Regions from separate parts of the Oryctolagus cuniculus genome. Here region 2 is linked to region 1. The links are chromatin contacts, called in public Micro-C maps. All regions are on one chromosome and are shown on one strand. Each heading gives the region's core, a stretch centred on a gene start, on an enhancer-like site or on the middle of the called end of the contact. The rest is flanking DNA. Distances are from core to core; before and after follow the strand shown. Region 1 holds the start of IRF2 (interferon regulatory factor 2). Region 2 has its middle 57 kb from the start of CASP3.

Region 1 (6,306 bases), core at 1,454-3,953:
AGAGGCCAAAATCTCATTCCTACCCAACAGGCTGTTATAAATTATAATCATTCGCTAATTACAGTGAAATTCTGGACTTTGCCACACTAATCAATAGATGTTCCAAGGTCACAATCTAAAGGTGTCAGTTGAAATGCTAAAAATTCCATCTACTGAGGTTTCCTTAGGGAAGACACAAAGTTTTCCCAGGATTTTTTAGATTTCTATTTTTTCTCCTCCCCCCCCCCCCCCCCCCCCGCCAACCCCATGAATGGAGGGATCATTCCGGGAAAATCAGGGCCCCCTGAATCTGTGTGTGTGATGAAGTCCAACGGGATCGCCGCTGGGGCCCTGGCAATGGAGCAGGCATCTGTCTAACATCAAGACCATCCGCCCCTGTGTCTGATACCAGACCCCTGTCTGCACCTGCCCTGGAGCACCAAAATGTGCAGGCTGCCAAGTGCAAGGGGTGCCCGCAGTGCATCTGAAAACCAATCAACGTCTGCACGCAGGACTGCAACCCCGATGATTCCTGAAAATCCACAACAGGAAACGTAAGTATCCTCCACCCTCCCTGGCCATTCATCAAAAGCAGACCGAATCACAGCCACGGGGCGGCCACGGGCAGAAGGCAAAGGCCGGCACTTTTCCTCGTTTTAGAAGGGCTGCATTTTCTAATTCCACAGCCAAGGACGGGAAGGAGAAGGCTGAAGACCGCGGAGCGGGCAGTAAGCCCCCAAGTTTCAAACACCGTGGGGTTAGCAGCCAGGGAGAGCTACCGCGCTACATACACAGTCGGCCCGGCGGGTCCTGCCTACGCCGGCCGCCCCCGGCGCCCCAGCGGTGCCCAAACACGCGGCTCACGCCCCGGTCGGGCGGCCAGCCTCCGTCCCTTTCCCCCCTTCCGAGGGGACACGCGGGTAAGGGTGGCAAACGCACCGGGGCCAGCGGGTGCTGCCGCCGCGTTCCGGGGAGGGCGGGAGTTGCCAGCGACACCCTGTGAACTTGGACAGGCTCCCCGGGCCCCCGGCGGGTGCCAGCCCCCGGACCGTGCCGCCGGGAGCGGCCGGGCGCCGCGATTGGCTGCAGCCGGCATCGCTCGGTGGGCGAGCCGGGGCGGGCGAGGCGGAGAGGAAGTGGCGGCCGCGGCTTTGCACCAACCATGTTCGGCCGGCGGGCGAGTGTCACCCGGCGCCCACAGCGGGGTCGGAGGGCGCGGGGCGGGCATTCCCGTCCCCACCCCGCCGCCGCCCCGCGCCCCAAGCCCCCCTCTGGGGGGACGCCGGCCCTCGCGCCTGCCCTCCCGGGCGCCGCTCGGTCCCCGGAGGCTCCCTGCCCCCACCTCGCCCGCTCCGTAGCCGAGGCGGGTCAGGCCCAGCGCGCGAGGCCGGCCGGGGGCGCCGGCGGGGACCCGGAGGCGCCCGGCGCTAGGCCGCGGCCGGGGCAGATGACCCGTCCGCGCGGCGCCCTCCCGAGACGCGCCGCCTGAGCCCCTCGCGCGCCGGGACAAGTGCAACGACAAAGCCCCCGGGCCAGGCCGGGCGCTGGCCGGCGGGAAGGAGGACGCGGCGTCCCTCCAGAGTGGCGGCGGCCCAGCCCCCAGGAAGCCCGGCGCGTCGGCCAGGCCCGGCGCCCAGCCTCGCGCTCCGAGCCCGCTCCGGACGCTGCCACCCGACGCCCGCGACCCTGCCCGGTGCCGGGCGGGTGGGCGAGCCCCCAGGCTCAGCCGCGGGGCGCCCCTTCAAGTTTGCTGTCGCCGGGGCGCGGGCAGCTGGCGGACGGCGGGTGCCCGCTTATTTACACTGGCGGCTGCCGCGGGAGAGGCGCCGCCGCCGGCACCGAGGAGGACCTGCTCCCCGCCTTCGGGTCTGCTGGCGGCCGCGGCTTGTAAACACACATACACGCACACGCAGACAGGACAGTTTTGGTTTTAAATGAGGCCCTGCTCCAGCGGACCCGCACCCCGACACACGACACCTGAGGTACGGAATCACACAGAACAGCTCTGTGTCCATGGAACCACTTCTTCGCATCTGCAAATCCAAAAGTGAAATTAAACCTCCACCAACCTCCTCCTCCTCCCTCTCTACCTCCTCCTCCTCCTCCACCTCCTCCTCCTCCTCCTTGCAGCCTCAGCAGCCCCAGTAGCAACAGCAGCAGAACAGCCGAACCTGCTTCCCCTAAAACCAGATGATCCATAATTGCGCCGAGTGATCCTCCACAAACCGGCATTAATTTTTAGGAACCCCGGCATTTTCCGTCTGCAAAACATCGTGTCAAAAGCATCAGGACACGCACACGCAAACGCACAGCCCCCACCCCCGGCCCCGTCAACAAGCCCTCGAGAGAAAACACACGCACCGTCACAACTATTATTTGGCCAAAAAAAAAAAAAAAAATGTTACCTTCTCCGTGTGCTTTTTCACGCTAGCCGTGCAATCCCGCAAGGGCTAAGTGTTGCTAGGGTGTGGGAAATGGAAACGAAAGCCCGTCAGTTGAATAATCGCGGGAGCAAAACTAAAAGTTACTCCCCGGCTGGCCTGAGAACAGTCCAGATCGAAAGCAAAACAAGGAGAGGAAACTGCGAAGCGCCGCGGCTGGAAATCCCCCCGCCCCCCGCCCCGCTCGCCGCCGCGCGCCCTCGCCCGCCTCCCTCCGCCCGCCTCCTCCGCCCTTCCTCCCCAGTGTTTGTCTCGGCCTTGTGCAACCGGGAGGCGGCGGCCGAGGGCGGGCGCGAGCGGCCGGGCCGCGGGGCGCGGAAGTTCGCCGCCGCCGCTCATTGGCTCGCGGCGCCGCTTTCATCGTTTCTCGGAAAAGTCGATTTCATTTTCACTTCCCCACGTCGCGGGAGCCACGGGCGGCCGCGCGTGAGTCTAGCTGCTCGCGCACAGGGGCGCTCGCGTTCCCCGCAGCCGCACGCGCGTGAGGGCCCCGGGTGGGGAGCGGGCGCGGGCGCGGGTTTGTTGGGGCGGGGGTCAGGTCAGAAGCTGGTGCAGGCTGGGGTGGGAGCGAGGACGGGCAGGTGCGGGCCCTGCGCGTCCTCGGGGTCGCCTGGCGCTCTGAGGAGGGGGACCCGAGGCGGGGAGCGTGCGGGGCGCGGGGACGGGAGGGCGGCAGCCGGTTGCTGTGGGGCAGCAGAGTGTAGCACTGCCCACCTCGAAGGAGCGAACGCGGGGCAGTGATGTGAAAAGTCGGCATCCCTGGCGCCCCGTGGGGAGGCTGGCGAGCGTGGGAGTCGCTGCTCCTCAAAGATGTGGTGGCCGGGGTCGGGGCCTGGGCGGAGACTGGATGCTTTCTTAATTGGCCTCTTTAGTTCACTCGCTGAGCACCCTCGGCCTCAGGTTTCCAGGCCGGGGATAAATGGGAGAATAGAATACAGGTGCCTCAGCCGCCACCTCTAAGCCCAAACTCACAGCACTTGGGACCCAGTCCTTTCTCATCACTTGCATAGGAGAGGATAGGCGCACACCGATTAGAGCCGCCTCTCCCCATGGGGGGCTTAGGCAAACGGCTCGTCCCTTCTCTAGCTATTTCTTCTCATATTATTTCCAAAAGTAATAATAAACTCCAGCACCTGTCTTTGTCACAGAAGCATTGAATTATGTGCACTGGATAAAGAAAAGTGTCGGGATATGCACGTGTGGTGGGGCGGGAGCTGAGGATCTAGTGTCCCGTTTTGTGGCTATGGACTCCAGTGGGTCTCATATACGCACATTATTCATTGTCCCCTCTGTCACAGCGACCCAGACACTCACTTTTCTTAATTTGTATATCCATGACGCCCATAGGGGCAGACACACAAACTGTAGGATAGTTGTCACTCTTCACCCACCCTGAGACCCAGATCTCTCTCTTTTTTTTTCGACCAAAAAAGTTGCCTCACTGTATTTCCCCTGGAATGTGAAGAAGAAGTGGGGAAGAAGAAAGAAGAAGGGAAGAAATCATCAGGGTGTCGGTTTGAAATTCTCACTCTAGGCACACATGGGACCCAGATCTCGCCTCGCAGCCCCAGGAGTGCAAGAAGCAATAGCCTGGTGTCATGGCACCCGCAGGTGCTGCGTTCCCTGAGTCTCTCAAAGCCAGCTGCGTCCATGCTGTTATTTTAGGGGAGCCAGACAGAGCTGGGCCCGCACATGGCTTCACTGCCTCCTGACCACTGCCATGCGGGAGAGTAGCTAGCTTGAGGACTGGTGGGATTCTGGTGCTTGTCTTCCCGAGGAAGATGTTCAAGAAGCTGTCTTTGAGAAGGATGAAGTTGGTTGTTGACTTTTTTTTTTAAGCCACACTTCAAGTCATCTTCCCTGCAGCATAAATCCAGTCTGTTGCATCCTGGAAACCTATTGATGCTACTCCAAGCATCTTTGGGCCTGGTCCATCCCTAGGGCTCTGCCTTCCCTCGGTTATAGTAGTTGCCTAGTAACTGTGCTGCCTGTATCATTCCTTAGGCTGCTCCAGGCCAGCAGCCATACTACTAACCGAGTTAAGTAGAAAATTAACATCGGGCAAAGCACAGTTCCGACCGTGGCTCTTCGTCTCAGCAGCCTCCCTGCAGCCTTCAAAGTGAAGGCCATGTGCTTTGACAAGACACATCAACTTGGCTCCTCCAGCCTCACCTCCTGCCACCACTCCCCAGGAGCCCTACATTCCCCCCCCCCACACACCTTGCCAAATCAGCTGCCACTCCCTTTGGTCAAACAGCAGAGCTAACCTCTTGGTCATTATTTTATCCTTAGCATGGGGCCCAGCACATAGGAACTCAAACGCTTCTTAGTGAATCATTACTTGCTCTTTGCTTTATAAAACATTTTAGACTTTATCAAAGCATTTGTTTTATACTTTAATAGCTTTTCCATATACATGGATCTGATGTTTATTAGACACAATTCAGAAAATATAGGACCTTTAAGAGAAGAAAGTCAGCTACCTAAAATGTCACCCATTGGGAATAGATGTATTGATATTTTACATATATTTCCTTCTAGTCACCTTTCTGCAGGGCCATTTTCTGTCTCTGCGTCATTGAGCAACGTTGATCATCCTGCCTGTTTCCCATGATGCCTACGTGACATCCTCCTGTCCTCCTCTATTGCTTGGCTGGCTACTCTTCTGCTGCCAGCCCCTAAATTATGGTGTTTCCAGACGTTCTGTCCTAACCCTCTTATTTTCTCATTCTATGTGCTTTCTCTTCGGGTGCTGTCCTCCACGCCCAGTGCTCCACAAATACCAACACAGACGGCCCCCAATTTATGATGCTTTGACGTAATGATTTTTTTTTCAGCTTTATGGTAGTGCAAAAACCAAGCTTCAGATTTTGACTTTGGGTCTTTTCCCAGGCCAGTGATAGATGGTCCAGTCCTTCCTTTCGGTGCTGGCCAGAGGCAGGCACAGCTCCGGGTCAGCTCCGGGATCACCAAGGAAACATCGCATACTGTAGTGTGCTTGAGCTACGTGAGCAATAACATCTGGTAGGTTAGAGGGATTCGATGCATTTTCATTGTATGATATTTTTAGGTTACGATGGGTTTAGCAGTACGTATCCCCATCATGTCTCAGGGGTAGCATCTGTATTTGGTGTGTCCTCCAAATCTTAACTTCTGCGCTCTAGACACATTTCCTCCTAGATGCTGTCCATGTGCAACAAATTCATAACCTCATAACAAAACTCATAACCTTCCCCCACAGCCTTGCATTTGTCTCTTCATTGACTAGCCAGGAAACGGGGGGACATATAGACTCCCTCCTTTTCTTGAGCCCCTGGAGCACCCTAAGGCAGGGGGATTGCTTCCAATTTTCCAGGCACCTAAACTCGTAAAATACAGAATGCATTTGACTCTACTCTTACGCCCTTCATGACTTGTCACTGCTGACCAAACATGTAAGTGTGACCCAAAGCAGCCACCTGGGATTGACAGACACAGTGAAGAGGAATTTCTCAGTCTTTTGATGAGATGCTTAAAGTCATAAATCTCCGTGGGAAATGGATCAGTATAGCAAACTACAACCTTTTGGGAAGTCTGTGGGAACAGTGCTTTCTGGCATACCAAGGAAATCTCACCAAACGCCTTAGTCTAATATGAAAACAGCCTGTTGTGGGAGCAGCCTTGTGTAGGGAGAGCAGCGTGCTCCCAGGGGCGAAGCAAGTTTCTATCTCACCTGTGAAATGGAACGTCCCAAAAGAGCTACCTGGATGCGTTAGAACTAATTTCTTTTTGGGGGACTTGGGGAGGGACAATGAGTGGTTCTCCAGGAGTGGTTCTTAAGAAGTTTAAAGACACACTCCCAGTTAACTGCTTTCAGGTGGGTTTTTATTTTTCTAATAAATGAGAA
Region 2 (6,031 bases), core at 1,567-4,066, 62 kb after region 1:
GGCTACTCCACTTCTGATCCAGCTCCCTGCTAATGCACCCGGGAAAGCAGCAGCAGATGGTCCAAGTCCCTGGGTCCCTGCACCCATGTGGGAGACCCGGAAGAAGCTCCTGGCTCCCAGATTCAGATCAGCCCAGCTCCAGCCATTGCGTCCATTTGTGGAACCAGTGGATGGAATACCTCTCCCCTCTCTCTCCCTCTGCCTCTCTGTAATTCTGCCTTTCAAATAAATTATTAGGAAAAAAGAACAGCCTGCAAAAATAATAATAATAAATGTAGTGATGGTACAAAGATAAGTGCTAAGAGAAAAACAGGATAGATGAAGGAATGAGGAATATAAGGATATATATATATATATATATACACATATATATATATATGGTTGAGTTTTTAAATGTTATGAAAATGAAATCTGAGCAAAGATTTTCTGGGGGTATTACAGTTCTTTGTAGGGATCACCTTGGTTTGGCTATAGTATTCAACAGTTTAACACAATATAGGCATTACTGTGAAGGAATTTGGAGGATAAGGTTAACAAGCATAATTATGTAGACTTTAAGTAAAGGAGAGTACCCTCAATGATGTGAGTGGGCTTCACCCAGGCAATGTAAAGGCCTTTAAAGGGAAACTGCACTTCCCTGAGGAGAAGAAAGACTGCCTCAAGACTGCAGCATCAAGGAGTGGGCACTGGCCTCGCTCTTAAGGTGCTGCTTGGGATGCCTTTATCCCACACAGGAGTGCCTGGCTCTGAGTTCCAGACTCCAGCTTCCTGATGAGGCAGACCCTGGGGAGCCAATGGTGATGGCCCAGGTGGTTGGGTCCTGCCATATGCATGAGATACCTGGCTGGAGTTCCCAGCTCCTGGCTTTGTTCCCAGGCCAGTCCCAGTTATTGTGGGCATTTTGGAAGTGAACCAGGCAGATGGGGTGTGCTCACTTGCTCTCTCTCTGCCTCTCAAAAATAAATAAATAATACTGGAATATCATCTCCCATATGAGACTTTCTTGCCTGTCCATGTGTGCTGTCTATTTTAGACCTGCCAGCCCCTCTAACTGTATAAACCAGTTCCTTAAGGTAAATCTTAGCAAATTTCTCCTTCCTATATATATTTGAGTATCTCTTATAGAGGTAGCAACATACATATATATATAGAAGTACGTACATACACAAGCATATCTAATGCAGGCAGTCCTGTGCCACATGATGTATGATGGTGCTCCTGGAAGATTTTATCATCTAGTGGCACAGCAGCTCTTTGTGTTAGTACACTCTGCGATGTCCACACAGTGATGAAATTTGCCTAACAGTGTATTTCTCAAAATGTGCCCTGTCATTTGGTAAACATATGCTGTACATGCTTGTAAGAGGGGTCCTGAAAAAGTCCACAGAATATGCACATTATGAAAAAAACTATGCATGGATTTCAAAATTCTTTTCAACAAAATAAACATCATTTCATTCTATTTTACATGAGCCTCCTGAAGTATCCTGTGTATGGTGTATACACATAAGCATGTGCATATATGTGTTTCTATATATATATAATGTGCACATACATACACGTCCCCTCCTGAATCTGTTTCTGTGGGGTAAGAGTGTTCTGGGCACAGGGAGCATAAAGAGCTGAGGCACCATGAATGGAATTTGGGCTGGCCATTGACAAACAACTGTCAACACTTAGGGCTCCTCCCAGCCTCAAGCTTACAGAGCAGAGAGATACTGCTGTCTGATGACCCATCTGTTGCCCCCAGACCACCAGTCTGGACTCCATGGCCATTGTTTGAATTATTTTATTTAATCAGCATTCCTAAATTGTCCCAGTCTTTGATCACATGCCACACTGTTATTTTTACCCACTCACTTCGGTGATTGTGGTGTTCAGGAACCACGTTCACGTACTTATTTTTGAATTGCCTTTACAAAAACTGTCAATTGGGAAATACAGATAATATCATCTGTATTTTACAGGTGAGAAAACTGAGACCCAAAAAGGTCAACTACTTTGCATGAGATTACAAAATGTCAGAGTTGGGTTGCAAGCCACATCTTTCTCGACAATCTCACATTTATTGAAAAGCAATTTATGAACACCTGTAATTGCTCACTTCCCAGACACAATTCACTCTCAACTCATTTCAACCTGACACTCCTCTCACTCCTGCATTCATTCTGCTTTCCTGGCGAAGGGGCAGAGAGTGTAGTTTCCCATGAATGGCATACATACATTAAGGCTGTCAGTCAAATGGCGCGTTGAGACGATTCTCATTTCCTCTTAAGTGGGTATTCCCCCACGGTTCTGTCTTCAGAACACATTAACGAGAACCAGTTTCAAAGGCCATAAAAATAGGGACCCCTCACCCAACTGTAACGAAGTACAAAACCACCTAGGAACAATCTACAGGGCAAACGATCCGATAGCCTTCTTCAGTCTTCCTTTTCTCTACCAGAATCCCCGTGATAGAAGGAAAAGAAAAGTCGCCAGTACGCCCCAGGATTGTCGGCTGTCTGCCCCTGGGTTGGAGTTCCCACAACCTCAAGGCGCAGGAGACTGAATGACGGGAGCGACGGACACTACCTGTGCTGGGCTGGCGGGTAGTGAGGCTCGGAGAAGCAAGCCGTGCGCCCGCTAGAAACCTAGATGGGCCGTCTCTCGGGTGCGCCCGCTGTTCTCCCGTTACAATAGATAAATAAGTAAATAAAAGCCACTCCCAATACCTTTGCACCCTAAACGTTCCCTCCACCTGGCCCGGCCCCTAGTACACAGGAAACGCCGAGGCAGGAAGTGGGGCTGCGCGAGCGACGCCGGAACGATGCATCCTGGGAATAGTAGTCCGCACCCAAAATGCGCAGGCGCGGGGTGGCGGCGGAACAGGGGAGCAGGACCCACGGGGGTTGTAGTTTCTCATGGGTGGCACACGATAAGGCTGTCACAAAGTCCGGGGACGCTGTTTGGAGGCTTGTTTCAAGGGCGAGGTCCCCGAATGTCCGCCGCACAGAGAGAATTGGTGTGTGTCGGCCTCCGTCCAGCGGTAGAGCTGAGAAGGGCTGAGATAGCCCCCAAGTGGCCGTACCTGATGTCCTCCCGGGACTCTGGAATCGCGGCAGATACTGTAGAAGGAAGGCAATGAGCCGTCCCACAGGGTCACAAGAACATCCGCCTTGTAAATAAAAGGACGTTTTGGAAAACTTTGGGCCGCTTAAAAAAAATACCGAGAACTAAACAAAACAAAGAATTACCAACATATTTTCTGCATATGATACACGGACGAATGAAAATAGAACCCATTCTGTAAGCTGATATAGCAAAAATAGTTAATTAGCGGCTTTTTGTTTTGTTTTGGATTAGAGGATTAATTTTTTTACAGTTTTATGCATTTTGCTAATTGCTCACAAGGATGAAGGATCCCTTTTTGGTGTAAAATACTAAGTGTTGAAAAAGCATGTTTGAAGGCTAGTGTCTGCTAATACTAATTGATAGAACTAAAAAGGAGAGAACAATCCAACATGGGAAGCGGGATACACAGCAGACTCATAGAATGGTAGATGTCCTAAATAGCACTCTGGCCTCAGAATCAGCCCTTAAGGCATTCAGATCTGGCTAAAAAGCCCATGAGAGTATTTCTGGCATGGAAAGCCAAGACACTCTGGCAAAACAAAACAAAACAACACCTAGATGAAAGATCTCTGTGAGTGAGATCCCAGTGGAAAGAATGGGCCATCAAAGAAGGAGGTACCCTTCTCTGAAGGGAGGAGAGAACTTCCACTTTGACTATGATCTTGTCTAAATAAGATCAGAGTCGGGGAACTCCAAAGGCTTCCATAGCCTTGGCAACTCATGACAAGAGCCTAGGGTGACTACTGACGCCATAAACAAGAGTGGCAATTGTTAAGTCAACAACAAGAGTCACTGTGCACTTACTCCTCATGTAGGATCTCTGTCCTTAATGTGTTGTCCAATGTGAATTAATGCTATAACAAGTACTCAAATAGTACTTTACACTTTGTGTTTCTGTGTGGGTGGAAACTGTTGAAATCTTTATTTAATATATACTAAATTGATCTTCTGTATATAAAGATAATTGAAAATGAATCTTGATGTGAATGGAATGGGAGAGGGAGCGGGAGATGGGAGGGTTGCGGGTGGGATGGAAGTTACGTGGGGGAAGAAGCCACTGTAATCCATAAGCTGTACTTTGGAAATTTATATTTGTTAAATAAAAGTTAAAAAAATCAAAAAAAAAAAAAAAAAGAAAAGAAAAGAAAAAGCATGTTCGGCATTTTAAGGAGAAAAAAAAAGCAGTGGTGTCTACCACAGTGCTTTGTCATGTTTACTTTAGCTCTTTCCCACCCTCTTGCCTGCCTTCCAGCCTTCCTTTTTTGGTTCCTTCCTCCCTCCGTCTCTCCATACCTCCCTGTTTCTTTTCCATTCTTAGAAAGAGAGAGAGCAAAGAACTGCTAATGATACCTCAAAAGATTCATGAAAATGGAATTAGAGGATTAAGTTTATCTTGGTGCAAAAAATATGAAATCTATACATATGAGGGCCTTAGAAAAGTTTATGGAAATGTATATTATGAAAAAACTGCATGGATTTTTACTAGAATGGTGGTTTGTTTGTTATGTTTTGTTCCCAAAGTTAAAGTGATTTCCATCTGCATGTAAACTTTCATGAAAATTGTAATAGGACTCTGAGAGATGGCTAAGTTAATTATTTTAAGGATTTTATTTTTATTTATGTGAAAGAATTACAGAGAGAGGCAGGGACAGAGATAAAGGTCTTCCATTAGCTGGTTCACTCCCTACATGGCCGCCATGGCTGGAGCTGCACTGATCCGAAGCCAGGAGCCAGGAGCTTCCTCCGGGTCTCCCATGTGGGTGCAGAGGCCCAAGCACTTGGGCCATCTTCTATTGCTTTCCTAGGCCACAGCAGAAAGCTGGATCAGAAGGGGAGCAGCCGGGACTAGAACCAGCGCCCATATGGGATGCCGGCACTTCAGGCCAGGGCTTTCACCCACTGCGCCAAAGTGCCAGCCCCAGCTAAGTTAATTATTTCCCATAATAAGTTAACTTTTTGCCTTCCTCTGCCTGTTTTACAATTATTTATGCTCCCTTGTATTTATTTTTTCCCTGTCTTTATTTTCTTACAACTCTGGACAACATCATCCACTATCTAGGATATGTGCTAAATGCTGATAAACCTGTACTCAATAGCTCCAACCTCAATTTTCTTGTTCTTATGTCCACATGCCTTCAGAATACTTTTTTTCTTTTTTTTTTTCTGACAGGCAGAGTGGATAGTGAGAGAGAGAGACATAGAGAAAGGTCTTCCTTTTGCTTTTGGTTCACGGCTGGTGCGCTACGGCCGGCGCACTGCACTGATCCGAAGCCAGGAGCCAGGTACTTCTCCTGGTCTCCCATGAGGTGCAGGGCCCAAGCACTTGGGCCATCCTCCACTGCCTTCCCGGGCCACAGCAGAGAGCTGGCCTGGAAGAGGGGCAACCGGGACAGAATCCGGCGCCCCGACCGGGACTAGAACCCGGTGTGCTGGCGCCGCTGGGTGGAGGATTAGCCTATTGAGCCACGGTGCCAGCCAGAATACTTACTTTCACATTCTTGCAGGTTTTACCAATTGTCCAGATTATCAAACAAACATTGTCTTCAGTGCTTTCTTCCTTTTTGTGACTGTTCCTATTCATGAAATCCTATTACACAAACCTTTGATCCAGAAAATGTCCCAAATTCTCTCCTTCACAATTCACATTCTTGATACTCTCCCTCCCTTTCATTTCCCCACTATCATCACCTTGGCTCCGAATCTTGTCTATACTACTGCACTAGCCATTTGCTGACCTCTCTGCTTTATGGTATTTCAAAACATATTTGGGGCCAGCGCTGTGGCATAGTAGGCTAAGCCTCTATCTGTGGCACTGGCATTCTGTGTGGGTGCTGGTTGGAGTCCTGGCTGCTTCACTTCTGATCCATCTGCCTGCTGAGGGCCTGGGAAAGCAGTGAAACATGGGCCAAATCCTTGG

Evidence for each region. A called contact is a pair of places that touch in the nucleus more often than the background predicts.
Region 2: a contact with region 1 is called in a Micro-C map of ear pinna, with 4 times the contacts expected there. The contact joins the enhancer-like site here to the promoter of IRF2 in region 1. A contact is called at or near these places in 3 of 6 Hi-C or Micro-C datasets (ear pinna, psoas muscle and an unstated tissue).

Annotation. Positions count from the first base shown.
Region 1 is chr2:66,289,610-66,295,915 of mOryCun1.1, forward strand. It overlaps IRF2 (interferon regulatory factor 2), which reads right to left and starts at 2,704. Exons shown (of 9, transcript XM_002709493.5): 1 at 2,385-2,704.
Region 2 is chr2:66,351,100-66,357,130 of mOryCun1.1, forward strand. No RefSeq gene overlaps it. Among named protein-coding and RNA genes, the nearest start is that of CASP3, 57 kb to the right of the region's middle. Within about 2 kb of position 2,817, at least 8 of the 8 cell types and tissues checked have an H3K27ac peak or open chromatin away from gene starts, as enhancers often do. A contact at or near this core is called in ear pinna, where this site is marked.